Regions from separate parts of the Sus scrofa genome. Here regions 2 and 3 are each linked to region 1. The links are chromatin contacts, called in public HiChIP or PLAC-seq maps. All regions are on one chromosome and are shown on one strand. The core of a region is the stretch at or near the end of the contact, and the rest is flanking DNA. Distances in the headings are between cores, read along the strand shown.

The links. HiChIP or PLAC-seq counts read pairs in DNA pulled down with a chosen protein or histone mark.
Region 2: an H3K27ac HiChIP or PLAC-seq map of skeletal muscle shows a contact between it and region 1. The contact joins two enhancer-like sites. A contact is called at or near these places in 2 of 2 datasets of contacts at active chromatin or transcription factors (alveolar macrophages and skeletal muscle).
Region 3: a contact with region 1 is called in an H3K27ac HiChIP or PLAC-seq map of skeletal muscle. The contact joins two enhancer-like sites. A contact is called at or near these places in 4 of 47 Hi-C or Micro-C datasets (embryonic fibroblasts, liver and skeletal muscle) and 2 of 2 datasets of contacts at active chromatin or transcription factors (alveolar macrophages and skeletal muscle).

What each region holds. Positions count from the first base shown.
Region 1 is chr6:151,250,446-151,253,896 of Sscrofa11.1, reverse strand. LOC106507659 (a long non-coding RNA gene) reads right to left here. Exons shown (of 2, transcript XR_002345466.1): 2 at 2,491-3,223. Among named protein-coding and RNA genes, the nearest start is that of NFIA, 22 kb to the right of the region's middle. Within about 2 kb of position 1,951, at least 41 of the 83 cell types and tissues checked have an H3K27ac peak or open chromatin away from gene starts, as enhancers often do. A contact at or near this core is called in liver and skeletal muscle, where this site is marked.
Region 2 is chr6:150,866,716-150,870,166 of Sscrofa11.1, reverse strand. It overlaps NFIA (nuclear factor 1 A-type), which reads left to right. Exons shown (of 11, transcript XM_021097780.1): 10 at 1,913-2,004. Among named protein-coding and RNA genes, the nearest start is that of TM2D1, 250 kb to the right of the region's middle. Within about 2 kb of position 1,891, at least 21 of the 83 cell types and tissues checked have an H3K27ac peak or open chromatin away from gene starts, as enhancers often do. A contact at or near this core is called in skeletal muscle, where this site is marked.
Region 3 is chr6:150,983,325-150,986,775 of Sscrofa11.1, reverse strand. All of the region lies in intron 3 of NFIA (nuclear factor 1 A-type), which reads left to right. Among named protein-coding and RNA genes, the nearest start is that of NFIA, 240 kb to the left of the region's middle. Within about 2 kb of position 1,890, at least 29 of the 83 cell types and tissues checked have an H3K27ac peak or open chromatin away from gene starts, as enhancers often do. A contact at or near this core is called in liver and skeletal muscle, where this site is marked.

The DNA of each region.
Region 1 (3,451 bases), core at 702-3,201:
GCCGCACTTGCGGCATATGGAGATTCCCAGACTAGGGGTCCAGTCTGAGCTACAGCTGCTGGCCTATATGCCACAGCCACAGCAATATCAGTTCTGAGCCGGTCTTGTGTCTTTGACCTACACCACAGCTCACAGCAATGCTGGATCCTTAAACCACTGAGCAAGGCCAGGGATCGAACCCACAACCTCATGGTTCCTAGTTGGATTCATTTCTGCTGTGCCATAATGGGAATTCTACAAGAGTATTTGTTGTAATGAGATTTGGTGGGTTCCATCATTAAATAAATGTTATTCATATTTATAAAAGTATACAGATCAACTCATTCCTTGGCTTCTCCATTGCACCCCTGCCCACTTCTCCCATGGTCAATATTTCATTAGGAAACACTGTAATACTCTACCATTACTAAAGGTTCTAGACGCCGTCATTTACTACACCTTCAACATGGAGAAACCATCAAGGTGTCCACTTCTCCAGGTGACCTTTCCCAAACTTGTATGTGTGCCCCAAAGCTAGTTGGGAATATGCTCAGTTTTGGTGCAGTAGAAGGTTCGTGGATGTATAGTCGGAAGATCAGGGCTCCTCATGACCTGGCTCCACCACTTCTCTGTAGGACATTAAATGATGCCCTGGGTCTCCCTGAACCGAGCTCTCCTCTTCTGTGAAGGGAGATCTTGAAGTCCTGCTTCACAGACATGATATGAGAATCACATGAGACCTGAGAATCACATGTGAAATTCCTAATATATATAACCAAGCACATAGTAGGTGCTTAATAAATTGATGTCAAAGGTAGATTCTGAAATACAGATCTAGAGCTGCTAAGTTGGAAATTTTCTTTAAAGAAAAAAAAAAAAAGGTACCAGCTATGGCTTGTATCCCCACGTCTTTGTTTTCACATCTTCAATATGGGAAAAACATATGCCATATAAGTGATAAAATTAAATGAGGTAATAGTAAATAGCAATACTAAGTGATGCATAAATATAATATGTTATTATATGTCTATAAGAAGGGGGTTAGCTAGAGAGCAGTTGTCAAAACTTCCACTAACTGGTCCTTCTATCCTAATCAGACACTCACACCTCTTTGACTCTCTCTATCCTCTTCAAAGGCCCTAATCTTCAACAAACAGAAAGAAGCTAGACAAAGTCTTATAAGTTAGATTTCCTAGGTTAAAAGACAGTTTTTCCATATTAGAAATCGATGAAATCTCCCTCTAGAAGGCACCTGCAGTTTCTCATCTACATTATCTCGTTTAATTCTAGAAAAGACCCTGTCAGGCAGGCACCACTATACCTCTTTTAAGGGATGAAGAAACCAAGGATTGGAAAGATCAAGCAACTTGTCCACGGCCACACAGCCACTCTTCTCAGCGAAACAAGCTGCATTTTCTAAGACCAGCCTAGAAGAGGGACTTTGGTCCATGAATCCTCCAACTCCTGTATTTACTACCTCAATTCCTCATTCCCTAAAAGCTCATTCTCAGTGCCCTCAGAACTCTTGCTGCTGCCAGTAGATCCATAACTCTGGAGCTCAGAACTCAGACTCAGGAGCGGGAGATGGCCCTGGAGAAAACAGGGTCCTGCTCCCCTGGGTGGCTTTCCTTGACGGGCTGTCTCCCTTTCTCCCTCCTGCTATCCGAAACTTGCCTGTAGGTGGCGCCCTGATTCGCGGGGAACTTGGAGGGCGAGGACGCGGGTCACCAGCTGCCTCCCCTCAAGGCCAGTTTAAATAGTCCCTTGGCTGCAGCTCAGCACAGGAACCCTGGTAATGTGGTTGTGCCCTTCCCCCGCCCGGTCTCTCTTCCTCTCCCCACTGCCCCTCCCCTCCCCTCTCCCCCACCCCCACCCCCACCCCCCCGTGGCTGGCGCGGTGCAGGAGCTGTCTGCCTGTGCTTCCTCAGAGGTTGGGCTCGGGAGCGGATCTCCAAGCGCTCTAGGCCGAGCTTGGCGCTTCTGGGCGGTGCTTGGACCCCTGAGCCTCGGCCTGCCGACGGCCTCCCCCCACACCCCGCCCCACTCCTTCCCTGCACCCCCTGGTGCTGCAGCTGTAGCGCGGGTGGAGGGATGGAGGGGAGTGTGACCCTTGAATGCTGCGCGGGGCGGAGCAGCTTTAAAAACTTCTGAAAGGCCACGTTCAAAGCCTCCAAGGACCGAACTTGGGCCGGAAGGCGGTTTTCTTGGAGGGGCTTGCAAGGGGGCGGAGGGGGTGCACCTGCAGGGCCGGGAGCGCGCAGCCTGGGAAGAGGGTCCGGGTACCCGCGAGCCCTGAAGCCCCGGCCCCGCACTCGCCACCTAGCCTCGGCCTCCTCCGCCCCAAACCCTAGCCCCCTCGGGGGAGCGCGCAGCCCCTCCCCGGCCTTCGGCTTTCATCCTCCCCGCCGGGCGGCAGCGAGGCGGGATGGGAGCCTCCTAGGGCTGCGCATTCACCGCGGGGTCTTCCTTCCCTCCGGCCCCTCCCCAGGAACCCGAGTTTTCGCAGCAAAGTTGAATTACCGGATTTTAATTCCAATCCGCCCGAGTGGGAGATGGCTGAGGAAGGAGAATGTTTCGCGACAGAGGAAATATTCCCAATTTACCTCTTACCCCCATAAAAAGCCCTGGGGAGGGTGAGAAGGAAGGGAAAGCGGGAGGGGCCCGCGCTGGAGGAGAGGGGGCGAGAGTGGCACAGTGGCGGATAGGACGGTGGCACGGGCGGCGTCTGGAGTCGCCGCCGTCGTCGCTGTGCTCTCGGGTTGTGCCATCTGGGGTTAGATGGGGAGGGGCCGCCGCGAGCCAGGCCCGCTCTTCTCGTCCTGGGAGCGGATGCCGTCTCTCGCGGGGCCGAAAGCGAAGGGCCAAAGGGGTTTTCATTAGTACCGAATTATGAGGATCATCAGGCTCCAAAGTCCTTCCTATGGAGGCTCTTGAATGAATTAGGTAAATGATTTGCTCCACTGGTAGTTTCGGAAGAAGACACTTTTCTCAGAACTTCTGAAATGGAGCGCTTTACCCTGGGACCAAATGCCGGCAGGGCTCCTTTCAGGACGGTTTCCACTCCTTCGGTCTCGCTGGGTGCGAATCACTGAGTCGGTTAGTGGGGACACGTGGGAGAGGTAGATGTGAACTCGAACAAAGCGGTGTGACTTAGTTAAGGAAGAAAATGAGCTACTGAAAATAGAGGAGTTTAAAAATAAACTACATAAAGTTGATTATTTTGCTTGAAGTCCGTTTCCTTGATCTGAGAAAGTAAAATAAGTGAGAGTTGGGTTTTACTTTTTTTTCCAATTAGTTGTTTATTACATTTTCTCAAAGGCCTTGAAAGAATCATTATAGTAAGTTTTTAAGGACAAATGGTTGCTGGCATTACAGACAGAAAAGATGTGGCTCCAGGAGAGTTTAGTTGCAACATTAACTCTCAAATTTAGCATCAACTTTATGGATCTTTTTAAAAATAGGGACATGTTTT
Region 2 (3,451 bases), core at 642-3,141, 380 kb after region 1:
ATTTTCTTTAAAGCTGTTATGGGACAAACTCTTCTAAAACAAATACCACAACAAAAAGTTCTTCATTGGAGTTCCTGTCATGGCTCAGCGGTAATGAACCCCACTAGGATCCATGAGGATGGGGGTTTGATTCCTGGCCTTGCTCAGTGGGTTAAGGATCAGGCATTGCCCTGAGCTGTGGTGTAGGTCACAGATGCGGCTCGAATCTGGCATTGCTGTGGCTGTGGCATAGGCCGGCAGCTACAGCTCTGACTCGACCCCTAGCCTGGGAACCTCCATGTGCCATATAAAGGGCCCTAAAAAAGACAGAAGACCAAAAAATTTAAAAGAAGGTTATTAAGAGACGTGAGAGGACCTTCTCATTCCTCCTCTGTTCCATGCTGACTTCACACAGCCACACCGCATGACCGTCACAGCTCTATGTGGGTGACTTCGCTCTGACCACAGATGACCAGTAGGACTGGGCCAGATTGGTGGGAATTTGATCTCTAGACGTCGTTAACAAGGGAAGCAAGAAGTCTGAGCCATGCTGTACGAGACAGAAGATGAAAGGAAGAGAAATAGATGATGTCAAAAGTGGGGGGTGGGGGAGTCTGGCAAAGAGATTTGGTGTTATTCTCTCAATTATCTGTGTTTTTAAGAAATGCAAATCCTTTTCATCTCTTAGATGGTGCATTAGGGCAGAACATGTAGGCTTTTTACAGATATTGTTAAGAAATTTGAAATGAAGCAATAGTCTATCTAAAACTCCTAGTAAAGAAAGAATGTGGATAAATCCTAGGACTTTGTGGTAAAGACATGGATGGAAGGACACCCAAAAACGAAATGCTCATTTGGATTTATGAGCCAGGGAAACACCAAAGCCACAGAATTTTTTCTCACTAAACTACAGTGAAGCTCTTAAATATAAAAACCAACCACAGAAACATTCATGTGCTGTGGAAAGAATGGTAGGCTGAAGTGTGGTCCCTGAGGTTCTGGGTTTACATGAGATCTTGATGGTTTGTGCCTGAATGGAAGGGTTCTAGGGTGAGAAAACTTGTTAATACTGTAAGCACATTTTGTGCATCATAAAATTCTAGACACTCCACCAAGCCTGTAAAAACAGCTGCTCTAGGTGGTTTTCCACCCCTTTTCTGGAGAACCCAATTCCTTCTATAGAGACTCCTCTTCCAGGGAGTTCCCATTGTGGCTCAGCAGGTTACAAGCCCGACCAGTGTCCATGGGGATGTGGGTTCGATCCCTGGTAAGTTGAGGATCTGGCATTGCCACAAGCTGCGGCGTAAGTGGCAGACGCAGCTTGGATCCTGCATTGCTCTGACTGTGGTGTAGGCTGGCAGCTGCAGATCCAATTTGGCCCCTAGCCCGGGAACGTCCATGTGCCACGGGTGCAGCCCTAAAAAAAGCAAAAAAAAAAAAAAAATTAAAAATTAAAAAAAGACTCCTTTCCATAGTTTAGAGAGAGGCACAGGAACGTTTCCTGATCTTTAGGAGGGTCATAGTGTGAAATCAAAGTTGTAAAATGAACTGCTTTCCTTACCTTTCTACCTAATTTCTTTCTCCTGTGCTTTTAAAGACTAGGATTTCTCTTTCTGACCCCCGAGCTCATGTTTAACTCAGAAAGTATACTTTGCAGTACCCTGCATGTTCTCATTGGTGTGAGGGAAGGAGAGAAGAGCCCCTCTGAGCACCAGTTTGACATCGTTTTATTCCAACAGTCTTTGGAATCCAACACCCCTTCCCTTTTTGACTGTCTAAAATGCCCCTGCTAGCCAGATCCCTCTGCTAGCCCAGCGTTTGCACATTTCCTTGTTAATCAGCTGCGTAGGCTCGGAGACTGTGTGTTTTTGGTGTTGTTTGTGTGTGCAATCTCGTGCTGCTTCCTGAACGCATGTGTCCCTTCCCTTCACAGCCTACTCGACACCCAGCACCTCCCCCGCAAACCGATTCGTCAGTGTTGGACCACGGGATCCAAGCTTTGTAAATATCCCTCAACAGACACAGGTGGGCCGCTCTCATCTTTTCTGTATGTGGTGCAGCTTGTTTTATTCATCAGGTGCATTGTAACTTGTCTTGGGCACAACAGGCTGCTTTTCCCAGTCCCTGTTCGGTCCCCTTTCCTCCCCACCCTCACCCATCCCGGCCCTTCAGCCACAGAGCTCTCGGGAATCGTGGAAAACAGTGTCTGCAATTTTTGCTTCTCGTATTGAAGAGGAGGGCTTCTGTGCCAGAGCTCCTTTTGCTGTGGGAGGAAAACTTCCCCAGGGCTAGGTAGCGTGTGCTTCCCCCGCTTAAAAGTTCGTGTCTCTCTGCGTGCAAGCAGACAGAAGTAGGCCCCCAGCGAATCTGGCAAGTGCGCTCTGGTTGGGGTGACATCAGAGTGCGTGCCGGGAGTGGGGGGGACCAGCCACTCTTCTGTACTTGTTATAGGGCCACAGGAACCTGGCCGACTTTCTAAGAGGAAGAGAAAGGGTTCCTGAGCCCTGTTAAGTTGCTGGTGATGGTGCAGAAGGAGGTGTTCGTTAGCTGGCCCCCGAGGGATGGGAAGGGATGTCTGAGAAAGGATTGTCGTGTTTGGAGGTAGGCAACGGGGAAAGGAGTATGCCGGGACATCTCGAGTTTGCTTTTCCACGGATAGTTGTGTTTTGTGCTAGTATAGGCCAAGGAGAAAAAAACAATCTCTTTTAAAAGTTTAGAAATGGCTGCTGTTAAGTGAGAAATGGAGAAATGCTTGGAAGGCAAAGGTAGTAGACAGAGAGATACTTAGAGAGGTGTGAAGTAGAATTCGATGAAGTTCTGGAAGAAACGACTCCCTGATTTCCCAGTGAGAACATGATTGTGTATTGTCCTGATTGAAGTACAGAAAGTATTTTCTCTTTGAGGTTCTCAACACGGTGTTTGAAAAAATTCTCTGAGCTATTTTGTGCCTGTGCCTGGGTGTGTAATCTCCAGATGCCTAATTTATAACTATTCATCTTTGTTTGTAACACTATGAGCAGGTGCTTATGAAGGAGATAGATTTGCTTCCTTGGGTCCATTTGCTTTCTCCGTAAAGGGTTTTAGTTTATTGCTGTGTCGACAGCGTGGGTTAAACTGCATTGCATCTAAAGCCTTCCTTACACCAAAGCAGGGTCACGGAAAGTACAGCCTCAGAGGAGGCAGCTGGGAGGAGAGGGGAAGCAGAGAGGGGAGGGGGAAAGTTAACTCTTGAATTTCCCGCTTCTGCTGTTTCTGCTGAAACTGGCAGGTACAGGGCACCTGGAATGAACATCTCCTATTCAGTACCTCCCGTAAAATTGTTCAAGTTTATTGCTTATTTTGCTCTATCTTCAAATCCTTAACCGATGAATTTGAATAACTGCCTCAAATGCTTTAAAATAGAAGAACGTTTCCTGCTGTACTTTTGGCTCACGTGGTCAAGTTCAGTGAGAAGGGGGGAGCTGGGGACAGT
Region 3 (3,451 bases), core at 641-3,140, 270 kb after region 1:
CTTTCTGATGGCTCTCTGTCTGTATTGAAGTAAGAAGCTGAAGTGTGGAGGCCCTGGACTGTAGTTCATTTCAAAAGGTATTTCTATATTTGATGTTAATATTGCTTATTTTGTAGGCATCTTTATACCATTCAAAGTATTTTAATATTTCTTAAAGGTTTAAATAGTTTTCATCTGAAAAACAAATTTAGATTTCTAAATACCTGTTTCCTAGACCCTGCAGCTTACATTTAGTTTCCAGTAAGAAATTTTTTAGGGCTGCACTGTGGCATACGAAGATTCCCAGGCTAGGAGTCCAGTTGGAGCTGTAGCCACCAGCCTACACCAGAGCCACAGCAATGCTGGATCTGAGCTGCATCTGCAACCTACACCACAGCTCACAGCAACGTTAGATCCTTAACCCACTAAGCGAGGCCAGGGATCAAACCTGTGTCCTCATGGATGCTAGTCAGGTTCCTTAACAGCTGAGCCACGACAGAACTCCAAGTTACCAATAAGAATTTTTAGCAAACCAAATTCTTAAAAAAAAATAAGTGCACCATTTTAAATTTTCCCTTTCTCTAGATATTCCTATATAGTGTTTATTGAAAAATTGGATAAAACTTGGTCTGCTGAAAAAAATGACGCAGGGTCCATTTCTTGATGGAGTATCTATAAGTATCACCCCAAAAATATGAAACAAAAATGTGTATCCCCGTATCTAGAATAATGCTTGACACACACAGATGGTTAAATGTGCATTTATTGAATAGATCTGTATTTAAAAGTATTTTAGGTATTATAAATAATTGTATTTTTATAAATACTATGTATAACTATATTAATGAATATCAAATTCCTAAAATTTGCACTCAATTTTTTAAAGACAGTTTGGAGACTAAGTACTGTTTTGTCTCACTTTGGACAAACCTAAGAAATAGAGATTTGCTTTTATTGAGTTTTGTGTTACTTGCTTTAGAACATAATTTCATTTTCACTCAAAAATTCATTCCAATAAAATGACATCATCATTTTTATTTATGCATACAACTTTTATGTGGATACTGACATTATTTACTCTTCCATATGAAAAGAACAATCATTTCTACCTGTTTTATCTTTGAAAACTTTGCTGATTTGATATCTCAGATATAAAGAATGTATTTATTATTTATGACAATAGCTATCATCTTTTGAACACATTCTGTTTTCTAGGTTCTTGGCTAGGCATTTTAAGTGCATTCTCATTACTCTTAGCAACACATTTATGAGGTAGGTATAGCCATGAGTGCCATTTCACAGCTGAGTAAACTGGGGCTTAGGACATTTGGGATTCTCATTTCTATAATACTGTCCCTCCTACCTTGTGATATGTCAATAATACCTTGCAAATGTAATTTTTGAAGGACAAGATGAATGAACATGTTACTGTATTGATCCCTTTACAAAAGAAAAGACAAATACATTTCAGGTTCACCTTGGTTGGTATTCAGCCTAGAATGTTTTGCTTTTCTGATCACAAACAGCTAAAAACTATGAAACTGAGTATGTTTTGTAATTACTTATTTTAAGTTAGATATATAACTTATTTAAATGCACAAATAAGTCTGGAGAAGCTTGATAAGTGAGGCAGAAATAGCTCCTTTTGAGTGGACTTTCAAAGCAGTGGTAATAACTCGCTAAGAAGAATGGACCCTGGCAGGTTTGAATCCTTGGTTGCAAGCTGACAGTTGGAGGGAATGTTCTTAGCAACACTCACTTTAAGGGAAATTAGGTCAGGCTTCTGGAACATTTATCATGTATACCTGTCACCAGTCAGCCCCAGTCCTTAAAGTGAACTGAGATCACAGCAATGATCCCTCCTGCTCTGAGTTGCAAAGGACATTCTAAACCAATAGTTCTACAAATATGTGAGTTTGGCAGAAACTCCCATAAAACTGAAGCCAACGCCCATGTAGTTGCTGTGGGAATTGAATTCCTTAATACTCTGTTTATAGAATTTTGAAACGGCAAATGGATTCGGTCTGTTCTGAAAAACAATCTGTCCCATGGCTTGTTTGGAATAACATCTAGAGTTGCTATAGAAGGATGTAGGCAGACGACCCATGTCTGCTTTAGAAGTCAATTTCACCAGCCTCTGCTTGTCTCAGACTGCACAGCCAGGTGGGTTTTTGCCCAACTCAGGATATTATTTGCTAAAGGAAAGGCCACCTTCTACTTGAGCTAAAGAGATGCTCATTTGGTGCAGAAACTAGAGGAGTTAGCAAAATCCAGAACTAAAGGAGTTAGCAAAATCCAGAGCAGTGCAAGGGAAGATAGAGTGTATGGTAAAACCAAAACAACATAAATGAGTCATAACCCATGTCCTTTCAGTAATCATGTGGCATCATTCTGGTGGTTTCAGAGCCATGTCAGCAAGTATGGGGATCCCACACAGGAATTTGAGATTGTATCTGCATCTGTTTATGTGCATTTCAGCTCAATGAATATCAGTCATAAAGGGTCTTATGGATTGAAGTGACCATATTCACCACGCAGTCAAATCTCTCTCTCTACTAGGTTAAGTTACCATATCTTTTAAAGAAATTACTCATCTCTTTTTTTTCAGAAATTCTTGTTGTGTAAACAAACCTAAAGATATAACAAAAAAATCTGCTACTTTATATGTGAAAATGGTTGAAGAAAGAGGCGATATTATTAAATGTTTGTGTAGGAATCAACCTTTACGTCTCAGGAATATAATAAGGGGATAAGAATAAATAGTTCACTTCTGTGTTCCTTTGTCATACATCTAGAGGGTCCACTGCGTGCTAATCACTACAAATGGTGGAATTAAAAAGATGAGATGTAGTTCCCACTTTTATTGAACTCTCATGGTTATGTGTGTGTGTGTGTGTGTGTGCGCGTGCTCCTGTGTGTATCTCTGTGTCACAGATCCTTAAACAAAAAATAATGACACCCTGTGTGACATGCCCCAGTAGAGAGTCTTTTAAAATTTGGGAGAACTCAAAAACTTAAATTTTGTCTGTGAAAAGTAGCTTGTGAAACAAAGTTTTGTTTTAAACTATATTCTTAAGAAAGATGGGCCTGTTACATATAAAAGCCCAGAAGATTTGGGGGCTGAAAGGGAAGAGCGGGTTTGGAAGAAATCTACCAATGGTTTTTGCGGGAAGAATTAAAAAAAACAAAACAAAACAAAACAAAAAAAAAACCAGCCTTTCATTATCACACTCTATTAAGCCAGGACCAGGAAACAATTTCTAATCAGCACTCTGATCTGGGCAGAGATTGTGCAGCCTTTTGTACCAGGCCTCAGATCTGTGTTCTCCATTCACACATGCTCACTTCCAGCTGTTGTCATTGAAATCCCACATAATCTTTCAAGGTCAAAGGGCAGTCACCCATGGCTGCTGCAGTTAAAAGGTTATGCTGATTTCTGTTGTCAAATATTGGCCCTTTTCTCTTCCAATCA